5 separate regions of the Mus musculus genome follow, and all the other regions are linked to region 1. A link is a contact called in public Hi-C, HiChIP or PLAC-seq, Micro-C and promoter capture Hi-C data. All regions are on one chromosome and are shown on one strand. Each heading gives the region's core, a stretch centred on a gene start, on an enhancer-like site or on the middle of the called end of the contact. The rest is flanking DNA. Distances are from core to core; before and after follow the strand shown.

Region 1 (3,054 bases), core at 317-2,816:
TGTGTAGACCAGGCTGGCCTGGAGCCGGGAGATCCACCTGCCTCTGCCTCCCAAGTGCTGGCATTAAGTGCTTGACTAAGAACTCTGTATTCTTATACTTGGGTTTTCCAAATTTAATGTTAAGTTAAAGATGTTAGCAAAGTAAAAATGAATTAACAAAAGTTCAATTGAATTAGGCAGTAAAGTATCTAGAAGATAAAATAATTTGGGCAGGAAACATAACTAAAGACACAATGTAAAGGCTTTTAAATGTTATTTCTCTATAGGTGACATTAGTCACTGCATTTTAAAAGGCCAGCTATATATTTGATTTCAAGCGTCACTGATTGAATATAGAAAAATGTATGTTATCTAGAAAAATATTCAAATGGTGAGATTTTAGCTAATAATCTAAATTTAAAAGCATGTGGGCTATTTGGTGTAAAGAGAAGTAAGTGGTGCTAGAGATGTGAGTCAGATGAGGATTTAACTTTTTCATCCATTAAAGAAAGTACAGGAGCTGGAGAGATGGCTCAGCGGCTGAAAAGAGCACTGGCTGCTCCTCCAGAGAACACAGATTAGATTCTCAACACCAACAGGGCGGCCCCCAAAAGCCTGAAACTCCAGTTCCAGGCGATCAGAAGCCCTCTTCTGAGCTCCGCGGACACCACGCACACACGTGATGCACAGATATAAGTGCAGGTAAATAAACACAAGGTAATAAAAATGAGTTTCAAAAGAACACTCTTTTAAAAAGAACTGCAAGCTTTGGGTTAGAGCTTTAAGGGGCAGAAATACTATATTGGATCCAGCTTTTAGTAGCTGTCTTGAAGACACCTCCTTATCCACCAGATGGCACTATTTCCACGTCTTTGCATGCTTCTGAGTGCAGCAGAGGGTAGTGCAGCTAGCAACTGTTGGGATAAAGTTCTAACAGCCAGCTAGCAATGCACTGCCTGCCTGACACACCCACACTTCATCCTCTGTGGAGCCGGACACTGGGAAGCGCCCGCTAAGCAGGTATAAGTAGCTACATCAGTTGTGAGAATCCATTTCTTAAGTCTTCAGATTCTGTAAAGGTTTTTAATTTGTATTAATTCTCCCATAATTCCTGCAAATGCCTTCTATAGCAAGAATTAATTTGCTCGAGATCAGAATGAAGACAGAAGGGCAAGCCCAGAAAACTCACCTTGGGGGAACCTTGATTTCGCTGCTGCTTCATGCCGTTGGCGAGCACCCGCATGATGTTCTCCTTTGGAAATAGATTAACATAAGAAGGGAGAAAACTCTAGGAAAATCGTCACGGAGAGTGGGGAATTGTTTTGAATCCTGGGTTTGCTGATTCACTCATTCTTTCTAAAGCAACCAGGTATCTCCAGAACTTAAATTTCACACCGTTCAAAATTTAAACTAGGCTGTAGAATTTCATGGCATCTTTTGGTCCTTACTGGGTATTACAAACCGTACCTTCTGCAAGAAGCCCCATGGGAGGGTTGGGTCAAGAAAGAAAAGGATGGTACGCACCCACAACATCTCTTCTTCCGTCCGGATCTTCCTCCGGGCGGTGCGTTGCAGTTTCCACTCCATCTCCGAGTGAGTGCGCTGTTCCTGGACGCCTTGCCTCTCCCCCTCAGGGGCTAAGCAGGACCACGACTTCCCAAACCGCTAGCCTCGTCCCCCTAAACCCATCAAACCTGCCCTCCTACCCCCGAGACCCTCGCTCCTCCCACAGCTCCTGGAGCGTATTCCCCAGGGTAACCTTTAAAAAGCCCGCGGGGCGGCAATCAAAGCGGGAACCTCCTTCCGTCGGTCCCGCCACAGGCCAGCGCCTCGATGACGTCAAGTCTGGGGTGTCGGGGTGCTCGCTCGGGTCCCGCCCTCCTACCCGCGCCCCCGCACTGGGCCTCCCGAGCGGCGCGCGCCGCAGCGCCAAGCTTTGCCGCGAGCAGTGGCGGGCCTGAGCCTCCTGCCCGAGCCCGCAGGAGGTGCGGAGTCGGCGGGTAGAGAAGCGGGGTTTTTGGAGTTCACTGTTGTTTTCAAAAGCAAAAACGTTTCGTCCTAACTGACTCTAATCCTTTTTTTCCGTTCCCCTCTCCTTTTCTTCAACCCCACCCTGATTATCAAATTTGGACGCGTGCAGTAATTCTCACCCTTCTGTTTACTGCTTAGTGATAATCGCTTGTGAAAATTCCTGAACGTAAACATGTCTCTCAATGAGCATGTTAACTCCTCTGTCTTCAAACTCAAACTCAAAAAAGGGGGGGGGGGTGTCTAGGCTGCCGAGAAATGCGTTGACATTTCCAATTAATAAATTATCCGCACTGTCCACTTGGGGAATTGGGGAACTGGCCAAGTTCTCTTGCTGGATCTTGGGAGCTACTTCATAAGCAGGAAGTTTGTGAGAGAGGGAAAGAGCCAAGGAAAGCCAGTGAGACAGCTGACCAGGCCTAGGACTGGATCGATCATGAAATTGCTCGAGGGTCTGGAGGGACCTGGAGACGACTGACAGACAGGGAGCCAGATGGGCTGCTCAGCCTTGCCTGCCCATCTGAGCTGCCAAGGCAAGCTGGGCCATATGGCAGGAGACTAAACTGTCTGAGCAACCTAGGAGGTCCAGCAGCCAGGTTCTCTGCTCCCAGGTCCCCATCCCAAAGTGACAGCAGATTGCATTTTAACTCTAATAAGTTGTTTTGTGCATGCTGGGGCTAGGAGATTCAAACTGCTCAATAACTTAAGCCCACTCTAGTACGTCTGAAAATTCAAGAAATACCGGCTTCGTAGCAACCCAGCTCCCAGTGTTCCAATGACAACGGTTGAAAATGTGTGCTGGTAACCCCACATGAGATTTGTCAGAATGCTTGTATTAGAATATCTTTCTTACCCCACAAGAATGCTACTTTTCTTGCAGTGTGATCAAATGCTTACTCATTCCAAGCCCCAGGAAATCCCTTCTGCAAGCATTAAGACTCAAAGTGAACCATCTTTGCATGAGTCAGGTATATTGTTTAATGGCCAGTTGGAGAATGTCAACCAAAACAAGCAATGTATTAAAAACATGAGATTATTTTTATCTGT
Region 2 (3,054 bases), core at 394-2,893, 1.4 Mb before region 1:
ACAAAATGAATCTGGCAAGATTAAGAAGGATGTGAAGCCCCAGAGCCGTCTAAAGTGAGCAAAAAGCCGGCTCTCCCGGGTCACCCACTCCCCTCCCCGCCGCTCCGTCCTCATGACTGTAATTATAAAGCGAAAAGCGGCGGCGAGGTCACCCGTTTTTACCAGCCTGCTGCACCGAATGCGCGCGGTGCAGGTGCGGCGGCCGCGGGGCTTTGTGATTCATGCCCACTTTCAAAGGGGGGCTTGGGCCCGTCTGAGAGGCACCCAAACAACTGTCTTCTAATATTAGCACGGCTGTATTTCGGGATCTATTATAGTCTGTCCAGACAGATCCCATTGTAATGGGACCTTTTATTAAAAGATTAGCACTATCTCCTGCAGTTGGTGGAAAAAAATCTGTTATCACTGAGTTATTTGCAGTTGTGGAGGGGGTAGGAGGAGGGTGATGGAAGATGGGGGTGGGAGGATGAGAGGAGGACCGGGGGGGGGGGGCGCTAGGGCTGGGGCTAGAGAAGAAGGGCGAATTTGAAATCCGTAAGAGCAAATCCCAATGACCTGGGAATGTCCAAGAATTTTGTCTGTTTTGTTCGCTGTTTGTTGTCGTTCGGGCTTCAGAAGCGAAAAGAATAGAAATTTAAAAGGCAGCTTTGAAATAAACAATATAGCCTTTTCCGTGAAGTAATCGTTTTATATAAAAGGAAATATCGCCTCCTCAGTTTCATTCAGCCGTGCCAGAAAATGTTATAAATGAGAAGACCCGCCAACTTTCGGCGAAGAATGCCAGGCATTGCACTCAATAAACTGAGGCTGCAGAAGTTCATTATCATGGTGCAATCTTTTTTTTAAATAAGAGAGAGAGAGAGAGAGAGAGAGAGGAGTCGGGACAGAAACTGGGGCGTCTCGGAGCGGGGGAGGAGGGGGGCAGACCGCCTACGTCGGCGCCCCCGCTCGGGGCTGCGACTCCAGACGCGACGAAGTGAAAGGGGAGAAAAGAAAGGGAGAGGGCGAGACTGCCGGGGGCGGCCGGCTCCGAGGTGTTAAACATTTTTGTTTGCTTCTGACTTGTGGAGCCCGAGGGCCGCGTCTCCGCAGCGCTCGGCCCGGGTGGAAGGTGCCCGGGGGTCGGGGTTCTTAGCAACCTACTCCAGGCTGGGGGGGGAGGGGGCGCGGGAGGGAGTGGGAGGCGGGGGAGCTGGCAGGGTGGCCGCAAAGTAAGACACGTAAGAGACCTCGGGACACAAAACGTCTCCGGGACCCCGCGCCAAGGCTCTGCAGGGAGGCTCCTGAAACTGCTCCCCCGGGCATTGAAGCAGCTCAGGGATCCTGCGGCGGGTTGCAGAAGTCTCATCCCGGAGCCCTGGAGCAGAGGTGCTGGGGACCCATTCCCGGGGTCCTCCGGGGTCCCCGCGCTCCGCCGGCCGCCTCCTCCAGCGCCCTCACTCACACGCGCACACGCACACACGCGCGCACACACACACTCGCACGCCACCCCGGGCGCGCCGGCTCCGAGCGGCGGCGTGCAGGACTGAAGTGGATGTTCCTCCCCACCCCCGACGCGTCGCCCCCAGCCCCCGCCCCTGCCTCCTTCCCCCCTCCCCTCCCGCTCCTACGCAAATAAGAACTCGGCGATTCCCCTCCTGCCGCTTTGATTTCGGGCACCTCCGACAGATAATTGGGAAGGGTTTCCAGAAGGTGGGAAATGTCACCTGATTCACACTGAACTTTTAAAAGCTCCCCACCCCCAAAGAGCCGGCACACCCTCGGTCGCGGCCGCCCTCCCACAGCCCCACACACTGGGAGACCGCCCACCGCAAACCTCGGAGACCCCCGTCTAGATTTAAAGCGCGGCTGCGCCCGGCTTCTGACGTCCATTGAATCGCGCGGGCGGCCGGTGGCGAGCGCGGGGCTGCGCCGGGATCGCTGCGCCCTCCGCCGCTCGCCTCTGCGACGCGCGCCGCTCGCCCGAGCCACCCGCCGCCGCGCTCCTCGCCCCGCGCCTGCCCCAGGATGGTCTGCGCCAGGCACCAGCCCGGCGGGCTCTGCCTCCTGCTGCTGCTACTCTGCCAGTTCATGGAGGACCGCAGCGCCCAGGGTGAGTGGAAGGGATGCGCCCAGAGGCTCGGCTGGGGCAGGGGTTCTACTTTTCTGCTGTCTCCACTTGGTCTGTTCTGACCTACGCTGCTCTCGGAAGATGTTGGAACCACCCGGCTACTCCTGTAGAACGGAACGGGAGGGAAAGACTGAAGGCAGTGACACTTTAGGATAGAGAGCGGAGTTTAGAGCCAGGTTACCCTCAAAAAGGAAAGGGCTTGAGTGGAGGAGCTGGAGCCTCAGTAGTTAGGGGTAGATGCTCCAAGTTCTGGTCCTAATGACTTTAGATGTTATCTCCCCTGGCTGGCTCGGGAGAAGGGCGAGCATCCGTAGCCTGGAGATTACAGTCGACCTACTAGCAATCTATCCATCTTCCTTCCATATCTTTTGGAGACTCTTTAAAAAAAAAATGACGGGGTGGGGGATGGGAGATACCGAATTTTCTTGGGTGGCCGGGGGACGTGGTTTCAGAAACTTTGCCCAAACTTGGAAATGTGGGTACTGAAATTTTTAGAGGGAGGTAGTTTTACGCTTAGCGGATGCTCCTTCTGCCTCTTTCCCCCAAGCCCCGCGAAAAAGAAGAAAGACAAACCAAATTATTAGCCCGAAGTGTTTTAAGTACTTTACAGTTTTCTCCACTTTGCCTCATTCCTGTTAACTTCTGTGAACCAAGCAGCCCACAAGCTATTTAGACTCCGACCTGGATTAAAGAGCAAATTTCTGAAGTTTATCTTCTAAAATTAAAAATGAATTGATTTTATTACAATTAGTCTCCAGGCTGGATTTCTTTTTTAAAAATAGTGGTAACCCCGCAGCTTCACGACAATTACTCTCGAGTCACTTTGGTGATTCATGAGACGTCTGCTTGCCCAAAGTCCGAACACATTAAATAGGGACAGAGAAAGAAACTATTTGTAAAGAGGTTCTTGGGAGACATAAGGTAGGTATGTGTGACCCGGTAGA
Region 3 (3,054 bases), core at 397-2,896, 1.4 Mb before region 1:
AATGCCATACCACTGAGCTACATCTTCGTCCCTACATTGGCCTTAAAAAATATTATAATAAGGTGTCTGGCTTTTCCGAGGATGAGCTGAGCTAGAAAAGGTGTTTAGTAGAAAAGAGGGGAATGTGTGACTTCTGACCCCATAGTTTTGATTGCTGAGCTGAAGCAGATTGGGCAAATGCAAACATCCCTGCAGAGGGGGACTGTGGTTTGGATCAGAGTCCTACTAGGAGAGGCAGGGAACATAATCAAATTCTAAATACATTTCAAAGATGGAGGCAAAAAGAGCAACCAAGGACCACCCTAAGAGGCTCCGCTAGACAGCTCAGTGGTAAAGTACTTGCCACCAAACCTATGACATTAGTTAGAATGAGAAAACTGACTGTTGAAAGCTGTTCTCTGACCTCCACATGTGCCGTGGCACCCATTTGTATGCATACATACATAAATAAGTACATTAAGAAAGAATCATGACAGGTATTGTGAATACCCAGGCCAACGCTATATCAATATGAAAACTAATGTTCTCCCATCAGTGTTGGGGTATCGTTTGAGAAACAACGTTGAAGACATTAGTGGATGAAAAGGTCTGTGAATACTCTGGAGGCTGAAGAAGGAGGGTGGTAAGTTGAAGTCTAGCCTGGATAACATCGAGAGATACTGTCTCTTACAAGAAACAAAGAAGCTAGGAATGTAGATCAGTGATGAACTGCACACCTGTCCCTGGATTTGACATCGCAGACTTGGAAACAAAAAGAAAAGAAAAGAAAAGGTTTGTTGAAGCACTGAGGAGCCAGGTGCGATTAGATAGGACACTTAAACCTGGTTATCGTTTATAATCTTTGCTTTTTGTTACTTTTAATGGCCATTGGAATGGAATGGGTGACAAATGGAAGGGATGATGGAGATAGGAAGAATAATCAAGATGGCTCCGCCCCTTTTCCGGGTGGGGCGCGGGGGGGGGGGCGAGGTGTTTGCTTGGTAGTTCCAGTGACAACCTTCCATACTCTACCCTCAACCTCAAATCAAAGGCTTATAAGAGCAGATCACCAAGCCTTTGGTACCTGTATGCTAGGTAGGCAAGCACTCTACCAACTGAGCTACATCCCCAGCCCCCACTAGATTTCATGTAAATCCATATGGTCTTTCTTTCTTTCTTCCTTTTTTTTTTTTTGCGAGGCTAGCTTTTTAGTGTGGAAAATATGATTATTATAACTACAGACCATCAAACTGAGTGCAGCCTGTTCTGAAGGCTTGCAAACGGAATCTGGCAACACTTTGGGAAAGTACTACTTTAGTTTCTCAAAGACTCAAGAAGCCCTCCGGCTCTTCCAGTGGGCCCAGCCTCAGATATTCCGAGTTCTTTGAAAAATTATGAGTTACAGGTGTTTACATTTTTCGAAGCGTTTTCTTTTGGGCTTCTCAGCCTCAATGTAAATGACCAACCTTACTAACAAGGATTACTTTCTATAGAGGCATCATTTGCATTCACTGAGTCCTTTCATCCATTTCCCTCTTTAGTTCTTTCAGCTAGAACTTTAATTTCTTTTCTAGGTCCTCAATCGCAAAAGGAAAACAAACAGAACATGCCTCTGTTTCACTGCGGCCGCATTGCTTTGAGAACGGAGGAAGTGAGTCCCTAGCGGGGATCCGTACTCGCATCCTGGCGTTTGCCTACAGGAAGATGGCGGCGGTCTCAATGTCAGTGTCGCTGAGACAGGCGATGTTGGGGCGAAGGGCAATGGCTACAGCTGCCGTTTCCGTCTGTAGAGTTCCATCCAGGTAACATAACTGTCAGCCTTGTCGAGCTATTCATTCAGGGTTCCCAGGTCGCTCCACTTTGGGGGAGGCTGGGCCGGCTGGGCCCCGGAGGCGGCCTTGGGAACGCGTCCTCCCTTGACCCTTCCTCGGGATGCGGGGACCGACGCTGGTTTCCGGCGAGGCGCCTGCGGGGCCTGGGGTTCTGCAGCTGCGGACGGGCGAGGGTCTGTGCGGAGGAGCTGTGAACTGGATCGTGGCTCCTGAGAAGGGGAGGAGTCTGGGCGACCTCTCTCCCAATGTCCTACATCCCTTCCGCTTGTCACCTGCTTGCCCCATTCCAGCCTGAAAGGGTAAATCCCTGCTATCCTTTCCCTGGCTTTAGTTAATATCGGCTGGGCTTCCAAACAGAAAGGTTGTTGTATTCATCATTGTGCATAAGAGGAAAACTTCTCAGGACTTCAGAGTTTATAGCAATATCCATCGGAAGGTTACAGCGTACCTGTTTTTTGTCTTTCTAACCAGTGCGTTCCAGTCTTAAGTTCCACCACGGAGCTACGCTCTCAGGCAGCAAGGTGGCTTTTATTTTGATTTGTTTACTTCGTTTGTTTGTTTGAGACAGATCACACTATGTAGCCCTAGATGCCGGAAGGTTTCTTGTGGTGACTGCCCCCTCCCTTCCCCCCCGCCCCCCTCCGCAGCATTGCTCTATTTTACGTAGTCTCTGTTTTCCTGGGTGTATAAGATACTGGGTTTTATCACTTGTTTCGAAGTTTGCTCCTGTGAAGAGTGGCCTTGTATTGACAGCTGCATGCTGTGGAGACTACATTCAATGTTCACAGTGAGGATGGGTCTGTAAGGGGTGGGAAGAATGTGGTACAAAAAAAAAAAAAAAAAAAAAAAAAAAGGAAAAGTCTGGCACACTGGTACAAGCCTTTAATGCCAGCCAGCTCTGGGGAGGCAGAACCAGAGGCGGCTGGATCTCTGTGAGTTCCAGGACAGCCAGAGCTACTTAGAGAGACCCTGTCTCAAACAAGACCAAACCATTAAATACCTTTAAGAAAGAAAAAGGGAACTAGTATCTATCAAAATGCTTGTTAAATTAGTGTTAAGCTCAATACAGAGGGAATACAGAGTTAAAGTGAGCTGGTTGGAACTTTTGGAGACAAATTTTGATGCAGTTTTAAGTAGTGGTTGTTTTGTGGGAAAGAAAAGGTTGCCCTTAGTAAAGTCAGGAGATTTGTAAAAGGCCTCAGGGACTGGGGATAGAGTTGAGTTGGTACAGAGAGTGCCTAGA
Region 4 (3,054 bases), core at 323-2,822, 1.3 Mb after region 1:
CAGTTGTGCCCCAAGCCTGGTTTATAAAATCAGGTTGCCTGCTGAGCCATCCTCTAGGACACAGTTAACCCTTTGTACTACTACGTAGCCTATCAACTTTTTAAAAAATGGTAGGGTTCTGAGCGTCATTGAGCGCCATGTCTATGTGACTTCGTTGTGCAAAGCTGAAATCTGAGCCCGTTTTTGGGATTTTCCCAGAGACTAGAGTGTATTAGGGTGTTTCATTCCAGACTAGGTGGTTTATATTTGTAGATTAATTTAGGAATAATGAAAAAACCCTCTTAATAAATACCATTGAGATCTTGGCTTAGCTGGTTAAAGAATCGTGAAAATGCTTCCCTCACTGAGACATGCCTGTGGCCCTTGGGAGTTACAGCCTGTCACTTGGGGCAGTATTAGGCTAGCACTAATTGTCTAGTAGCTGCAGAGGGACCCAGTGCAACCCTCCTGCCTACTTTTATTGTTCCTCCCTCGGTAGCTAAGTCCTCCCGGAGTCCTGACTTCTTTATTCTATCTGCGCCTACAGTTTTGTTTTACTTAGTTTTTTCTTTGTTACTCTGATCCCACTCTTTATGCAGTGACACTTTTCAAGCATCCTACTTTCAAACTGCAAGATGTCCAATACCATCTCGGTATAGAGTGTCTTTGAACCAAGGCACACTCTTGGACCAGCCAACTATGAACTCAACAGGGAGAAAGCCCCTGGGGACTGCCCCCCACCCCTACACACATACACACCTCTGATACAGTATATCAGTCCCAGCACACTTGGCTCCTCCCATAGGAAAGTGCTGAAAATGCAGTCCGTCCTGTAAGATCTCCCAGTGCTGTGAGGAAACCAGGAATTTAGATCGCGTTGCAATGGATATGTAGCCTGCTAGGATAGAATAGCTAGTGACTACAGAATACTGTAGGGAATTTTGTATTAAAGACGTGAGGATAGGAAACTTTGCAGATTGCGTGTGTGTGTGTGTGTGTGTGTGTGTGTGTGTGCAGACTATCTGCAAAGACATGTATAAATTGTCAGTGTTCTTAGTGCTGTAAGAACGGGGCGTGCCTGGCGTGTAAGGCACTCCAGGAAAGGGGCCTGGCTTATGGAACTGATGAACCCATAGTAAGCTGCTTAGACCCAGACATTAATATAATCATAATAAATAATATAAAAACGACCTCTTCCAAGACAGAAGGGGACTCTTGAAGCACCTAGAGTTTCACAGCCGTACTCCATACGTGTAGAAAAAGCTAGGGAAACCTAACATCAGGCTGAGGGGTTTTAAAGTTCTAGATCCAGCATAAAATGGCCTGGGCTCCATGCACCCGGATCAACAGGAACAGTCCTGTCGGCTAGTGTTTGCCTTTCAAACTCATGTCACTGCAGCCTTGTTCTTGCTCTAAGTCTTCCAGTAGTTCTCCCCAGAAGTATTTTGGCTTTACTAGAATCAGCTAACTTAAAAGGTCAGACATGTATAAACTATTTTAGCTAAAAGCCCGTATGTTTCTAGGTAATAACAGCCATGGTACACTACCCCCCACCCCACACAGTGTGGTTAACCAGCCATCAGAAGTTCCTAGTAGCTTCAAGGCTTCCTGACTATAGTAGCTTTGGTTAAAAAAGGAAGCTCGCATTCTACTGTAGCTGTAGTGTTCCTTGGCTGGCAAGTCGTTGCTGTGTACATGTGCACACACAAATGCCTGACCACTGGAGACCCTGCTGTCTGTCTGTCCGTGGATGGACGACAAGCTAGGAGCCTGCTGTCTGTGGATGGAGCACAGGCGAGGCTATGAATAAACCACAGTGTAAGCACGGGAGGAAGATTTGGTTCCTGCTTTCCACTTCAAGGACAACGGAAGCAGTGTGTGTGTGGGGGGGGGGGGGGGGGTGTTTGTTTTGGTTTTTTTGTGGCATGAAAAATGGGATGTACTGCATGTTTTGTTTTGTTTTTCTGAGATCTCAGCGTTTGCAAATTATACCATTTTACAATCTATGAAGGAAAAAACGGTCACCTAAAAATTTACATGTCATTGCTCAGAGCCATTCAGATTTCAGATGACAGAGTGTAAAAAATGTGCATTTTAGAATTAACTATACAAAATACTTATGAGAAGGCTAAAACTCTTTGTTTATGTTTATAGATTGATTTAGGAATGATGAATTCTCTCAATAAATAACATCAGAGTTCCAGACGTAATCACAAGTGCAGAGTGATAAAAATACTAACATGGAAGTCATTCAGGGCTAGAAGTGGTAGGGAAGCCCTTAGGACTGCTGAAGCTGTTAGTAAAAGATAACTCGTTTCATCTGAGGCAACGGTCACTCGGTACTGCCTGTGCTCTGATGCACAGTGGATCGATGAAGCGTGTGCCTCCGCGTGAGGAGACGGGAGAGAAGCAGGAGTGTGAGCACCTATCTCCTCTGAGCTGCTCCCAGCCTGAAGGAGGCTCCCTGAAAACGCCCAGCAAGGGACCCTCACTTATCAAGGCTCCAGGAGGAGACAGTTGTCTCCAGTAGAGTTTGCAGTTGGAGGGAGGAGGAGACATGTTTGTAAGTTGCAGTGATCACTTTGAAGGAGAAAGAGCTGAGCTGGGAAAGGGTGAACTGACGCAGTCTCTGAGTGGCTGTGTAGAAGTGAATTCAGTGAGAAGTCAGGTGGGACATAGCCTGTCCAGGACACCCCAGAGCCTTGTGTCCTGGGGCTGGAGAAAAGGCAGGAGGGTGAGCCTGGGAGACTGGGGTGGCAGTGAGAATAAGCCAGCTCCAGAGACCCTGCCAGACCTGCGCGCCCCGTCTCCCCAGCAGTTGTTACTGCAGCCTGGAACCTTGTGACTCTTCATGGCTGAGGGGTTGCCCGAGGGTCCTCCGTTGGTTTCCTTCCAGAGCCTTGATAAGCATGCCTTGCTTAGAGTTTTAAGGAAGCTTCCTTCAGGAGGAAATAGGTACCCACTTTCTCCTGTCTTCTCCCTTTACCTCCTGTCTGACTTTCTTACATCCTCTTTTACTCTGTCATCACCATCGTCATGGTAACAACATCACAGTACGGAATCAGCAATGGAAAC
Region 5 (3,054 bases), core at 373-2,872, 1.2 Mb after region 1:
CCTGAACCCTTCCATGGCCACTGTTTAACGCTCCTGTCTGAAGGGCTCACTCTGACTCCTCAGTGAACTATTTTTTGTATGTTTTTATTCTTTGAAATAAAGAATTATTGGTATTCTACTAAAAATACATGTGTCTATTTGTGGAAGTCAGCCCTGAGCTGTAAACACTGCCCAACTCCTTGGTTTAGAAGTTCTCTATAGTCACTGCTCTTAAAGCGTCTTCGTCTTCTCTTTGTCGCTCGCTGAGTGTGTGCTCGCTGAGTGTGTGCTCGCTGAGTGTGTGCTCATGCCTTTCAGCGCAGCAGCACCAACAGACAGAGCGGTGTCTGAAGCACACGCTGTAAAATGAATCAAGTGTTCTAACTCACCGGTGTTAACGTTTCAGACGTGCGCTGGCAGGGGAAAATGTTGGTACCAAGCCGAGACTGCCCTTGAGACTAATCCAAGGCCATCACGGGTCAGACCAAGAGGTTCAAATGCTTCAAGCAGAGAGCCTGGCTGGGCATGAGCACGTCTGTGGCAGGCTTGTGTCAGCTGCCAGGCCCCCACAGCCCCTCTCCATGAGCCTGGGGCAGCGGTCTTAGAGGAACAGAAGGAAGGGCAGTGTAGTGAGTGTGATAGCATGAGTGACCCGTGTGAGTCACCACTCTTGAGTACGGGACACCATCCCTTCAGTAACCTTGAGTGTCAGCTGTCCTATAGTGTGTCCCTGAGAGTGTGCTGCGAATATCTGCCTGGCTCGGGGACATGCCACTAAGCCCTGAAGCATTCTTAAGAGTGGGACACTCACAAGAGGCTCTCAAGAGAATCCATTGGCTAAGAGGGTGGAAAGTACAGAGGCCCAGAAGTCAATGTCAGCGTGATTAGAAATCTGTCCTGGGTAGCTCAGGCAGCCCCACCTGAATGGAGAGAGGGTGCAGATGAGGCTCAGACACCTAGGATAAGGTCCCTGGCTCTGGCCAGCTGGAGAGCTAGACAGAGATCTCCACCTGGGTTTTGTTCCACGGACCGATCCTTAGGTCTCAGTGCTTAGAACTAAATAAAAAGCCTTTGTAGCTGGACGGGTAACCACGCTGCACCAGGAAGTGGGTCAGCAGGCTCAAAGGAGGAGTTTCTGAGCTGGGAGCCAGACCTGCCAGCCACCTATTGCCATCAGGCCCCTGGGAATGAATACCACTCTGGAGTCTCCGCTTCATATCTCTGAGCTCCAAAATGGAGTGGGTGATCGTGAGACAAGATCCCTTTTAAACGTCTCTCATTAACTTTGATGCCAGCCACTGCCCATAACTGCAAAGGCTTGTACTTAGCCGCTCTTGTTTTTAGCAAAGGCCATCTGTGCACATAGTGATCATCTTGTTAGAAATTCATTTCTCCTTACTATTTTGTAAGTTTTTTTTCCACGGGGCGGGGGGGGGGAATGGAAAAGTGTAGCTTTTCGATTCTGCAATGTGGGGTGAAATAGCTGTTAGTCTGGTGGCAGGCTGAGGTCCTGGAAACCCCTGCTCTGTGCTGCTCACGTGCAACAGACCCAGGAAGGAGTGGCAGGGAGCCCCTGAGGCCACTCTGAGCCACAGCTTTCAGACTCAGACTGTCCCCGCCCAGCTCAGGCAAGACTCCTCCTCCTCTGAGAGTCCTGACCCACTTCCTGGTGCGCTGCAGGCACTGTAGCTGACCAGCGCTCTCAGCTCTGTGAAGTTTAGTGTTTGTTTTCCTGACCCCAGGTCGTCCTTCAAATTCTTGTTCCTTTCTGAAATTTAATTTTGAAAGTTATTTTTTGTGGCTAAATTTATTGAAAGTTTGTTTGTTTGTTTGTTTTTTAATAAACTCTTGCGGTTTCAAACTGTTTATCACCCGTGAAGAGAAGCTTAAAGTACTATAAAGAGAAGCAGTGGAAGGTAACACATGGCCACATACACCTGTAATCTCAGTGCTCAGGAGGCTGAAGGGGAGAGAGTGTTCCAGGCTAGCCTGAGGGACATAGTGAGAGATCCTGTGTACACACACACACACACACACACACACACACAGAGACATTGAGGCTGCTCATAACCCACTGCTGAGCAGTGGGACCTTAGCAGGAATTGCTGTTTGTCTCAGATTGGTGGTGAAGAACACTTGAGACTTCCTGCTTCTGCAAGCCCGCCCCTCAGTGTTGCAATGTTGCCATCAGATATAGAGATAGGTGGCTGGGGCCTCACTGTACGTTCCCAGCACGTGATTTCCAGACCAGGCTGGGTGAAGGGCAGAACATTTGTTACAGATTGATTCCCGAGGCACCATTCTGAACCTTTGTGTCAGACTGTGATGACTGGCTGTAGGTTCTGTCGCTAGGGGATGAGGCAGCTGGACTGTCAATCTGCACAGCGCACACTTGGGCCTCTCCTGCAGTCTCCAAAGTGGAGAGTGAGCCACTCCTCCTCCATCCCGAGAGGGTTTGCTAGGAGACCTCTGACAACAGCGCCAAAGACCTGGGAAGAGAACCTCCCCTCGTGGGCATAGGCCCAAAAGATTTGGCGTCGGAGAGAAAAGGCTAAGCTGAAGAACTTGTTACTTTCTATTCTACCTCCTTCCTGGGCCAAGTTTTGTTGATACAAAGTCATTAGCATCTGAAGTCAGCTTCTCTCTGAATCCAGCAACTTGGTAAGAAATGCATCTGGCATTTTATTGTACAGTATAATACTGTATACATGTTGATGGGTCCCCCTGTCCCCCCAAAAATGCTAGATGTCCCAGATCTTAATCCATGCAAGTGAGTTAGCAGAAACCTCGTATCCAGGGCTGGGGATGTAGTTCAGTTGGTACTGTTCTAGTCTTCCTGAAGCTCTGGTTCCATCCCTAGCACCACACCTGGACACCTAGGGGCCTAGCCTGCACCCTGGCTGTTCAGGAGGTGGAGGCCTAAGGACCAGAAGTTCAAGGCCACCCTGAGGTGCCTGAAACCCTCTAGAGATCCTTTTACAGGGGTCAACTAATACCATCTGTATATCAGATATTTACAGTTCATAACAGTAGCAAGATTACAGGTGTGAAGTAACAGCAAAATACAAGTTTATG

What was found. Promoter capture Hi-C pulls out the DNA fragments that hold promoters and counts their contacts. Hi-C and Micro-C count contacts between places; a contact is called where the count stands out from the background. HiChIP or PLAC-seq counts read pairs in DNA pulled down with a chosen protein or histone mark.
Region 2: a contact with region 1 is called in a Micro-C map of embryonic stem cells, with 5 times the contacts expected there. The contact joins the promoter of Fst here to the promoter of Cdc20b in region 1. A contact is called at or near these places in 2 of 39 promoter capture datasets (cranial neural crest and embryonic stem cells), 2 of 484 Hi-C or Micro-C datasets (both in embryonic stem cells), 2 of 115 datasets of contacts at active chromatin or transcription factors (astrocytes and pancreatic cancer cells) and 2 of 9 other capture datasets (adipose tissue and embryonic stem cells).
Region 3: a contact with region 1 is called in an HNF4G HiChIP or PLAC-seq map of pancreatic cancer cells. The contact joins the promoter of Ndufs4 here to the promoter of Cdc20b in region 1.
Region 4: a contact with region 1 is called in a promoter capture Hi-C map of the HPC-7 cell line, with 8 times the contacts expected there. The contact joins the enhancer-like site here to the promoter of Cdc20b in region 1. A contact is called at or near these places in 9 of 39 promoter capture datasets (the 3T3-L1 cell line, 3T3-L1-derived adipocytes, the C10 cell line and 6 more), 3 of 484 Hi-C or Micro-C datasets (adipose-derived mesenchymal stem cells, embryonic stem cells and pro-B cells), 2 of 115 datasets of contacts at active chromatin or transcription factors (T-cell acute lymphoblastic leukemia and astrocytes) and 2 of 9 other capture datasets (adipose tissue and embryonic stem cells).
Region 5: a contact with region 1 is called in a Hi-C map of the Ba/F3 cell line, with 4 times the contacts expected there. The contact joins the enhancer-like site here to the promoter of Cdc20b in region 1. A contact is called at or near these places in 4 of 39 promoter capture datasets (3T3-L1-derived adipocytes, embryonic stem cells, hippocampal neurons and 1 more), 4 of 484 Hi-C or Micro-C datasets (the Ba/F3 cell line, adipose-derived mesenchymal stem cells, embryonic stem cells and 1 more), 4 of 115 datasets of contacts at active chromatin or transcription factors (T-cell acute lymphoblastic leukemia, astrocytes, regulatory T cell precursor and 1 more) and 3 of 9 other capture datasets (adipose tissue, embryonic stem cells and liver).

Annotation. Positions count from the first base shown.
Region 1 is chr13:113,033,891-113,036,944 of GRCm38.p6, reverse strand. Cdc20b (cell division cycle 20B) reads right to left here and starts at 1,566. Exons shown (of 12, transcript NM_001281487.1): 1 at 1,504-1,566; 2 at 1,169-1,231. The coding sequence starts at 1,566. Mir449c (microRNA 449c) reads right to left here and starts at 962; the gene lies at 854-962.
Region 2 is chr13:114,457,540-114,460,593 of GRCm38.p6, reverse strand. Fst (follistatin) reads left to right here and starts at 1,643. Exons shown (of 6, transcript NM_001301373.1): 1 at 1,643-2,092. The coding sequence starts at 2,008. All of the region lies in intron 1 of Gm41074 (a long non-coding RNA gene), which reads right to left.
Region 3 is chr13:114,386,686-114,389,739 of GRCm38.p6, reverse strand. It overlaps Ndufs4 (NADH:ubiquinone oxidoreductase core subunit S4), which reads left to right and starts at 1,646. Exons shown (of 5, transcript NM_010887.2): 1 at 1,646-1,781. The coding sequence starts at 1,684.
Region 4 is chr13:111,777,354-111,780,407 of GRCm38.p6, reverse strand. All of the region lies in intron 1 of Map3k1 (mitogen-activated protein kinase kinase kinase 1), which reads left to right. Among named protein-coding and RNA genes, the nearest start is that of Map3k1, 30 kb to the left of the region's middle. Within about 2 kb of position 1,572, at least 97 of the 459 cell types and tissues checked have an H3K27ac peak or open chromatin away from gene starts, as enhancers often do. A contact at or near this core is called in the HPC-7 cell line and pro-B cells, where this site is marked.
Region 5 is chr13:111,795,744-111,798,797 of GRCm38.p6, reverse strand. The region is part of intron 1 of Map3k1 (mitogen-activated protein kinase kinase kinase 1); the gene reads left to right. Among named protein-coding and RNA genes, the nearest start is that of Map3k1, 12 kb to the left of the region's middle. Within about 2 kb of position 1,622, at least 314 of the 459 cell types and tissues checked have an H3K27ac peak or open chromatin away from gene starts, as enhancers often do. A contact at or near this core is called in the Ba/F3 cell line, T-cell acute lymphoblastic leukemia, adipose tissue and 6 more, where this site is marked.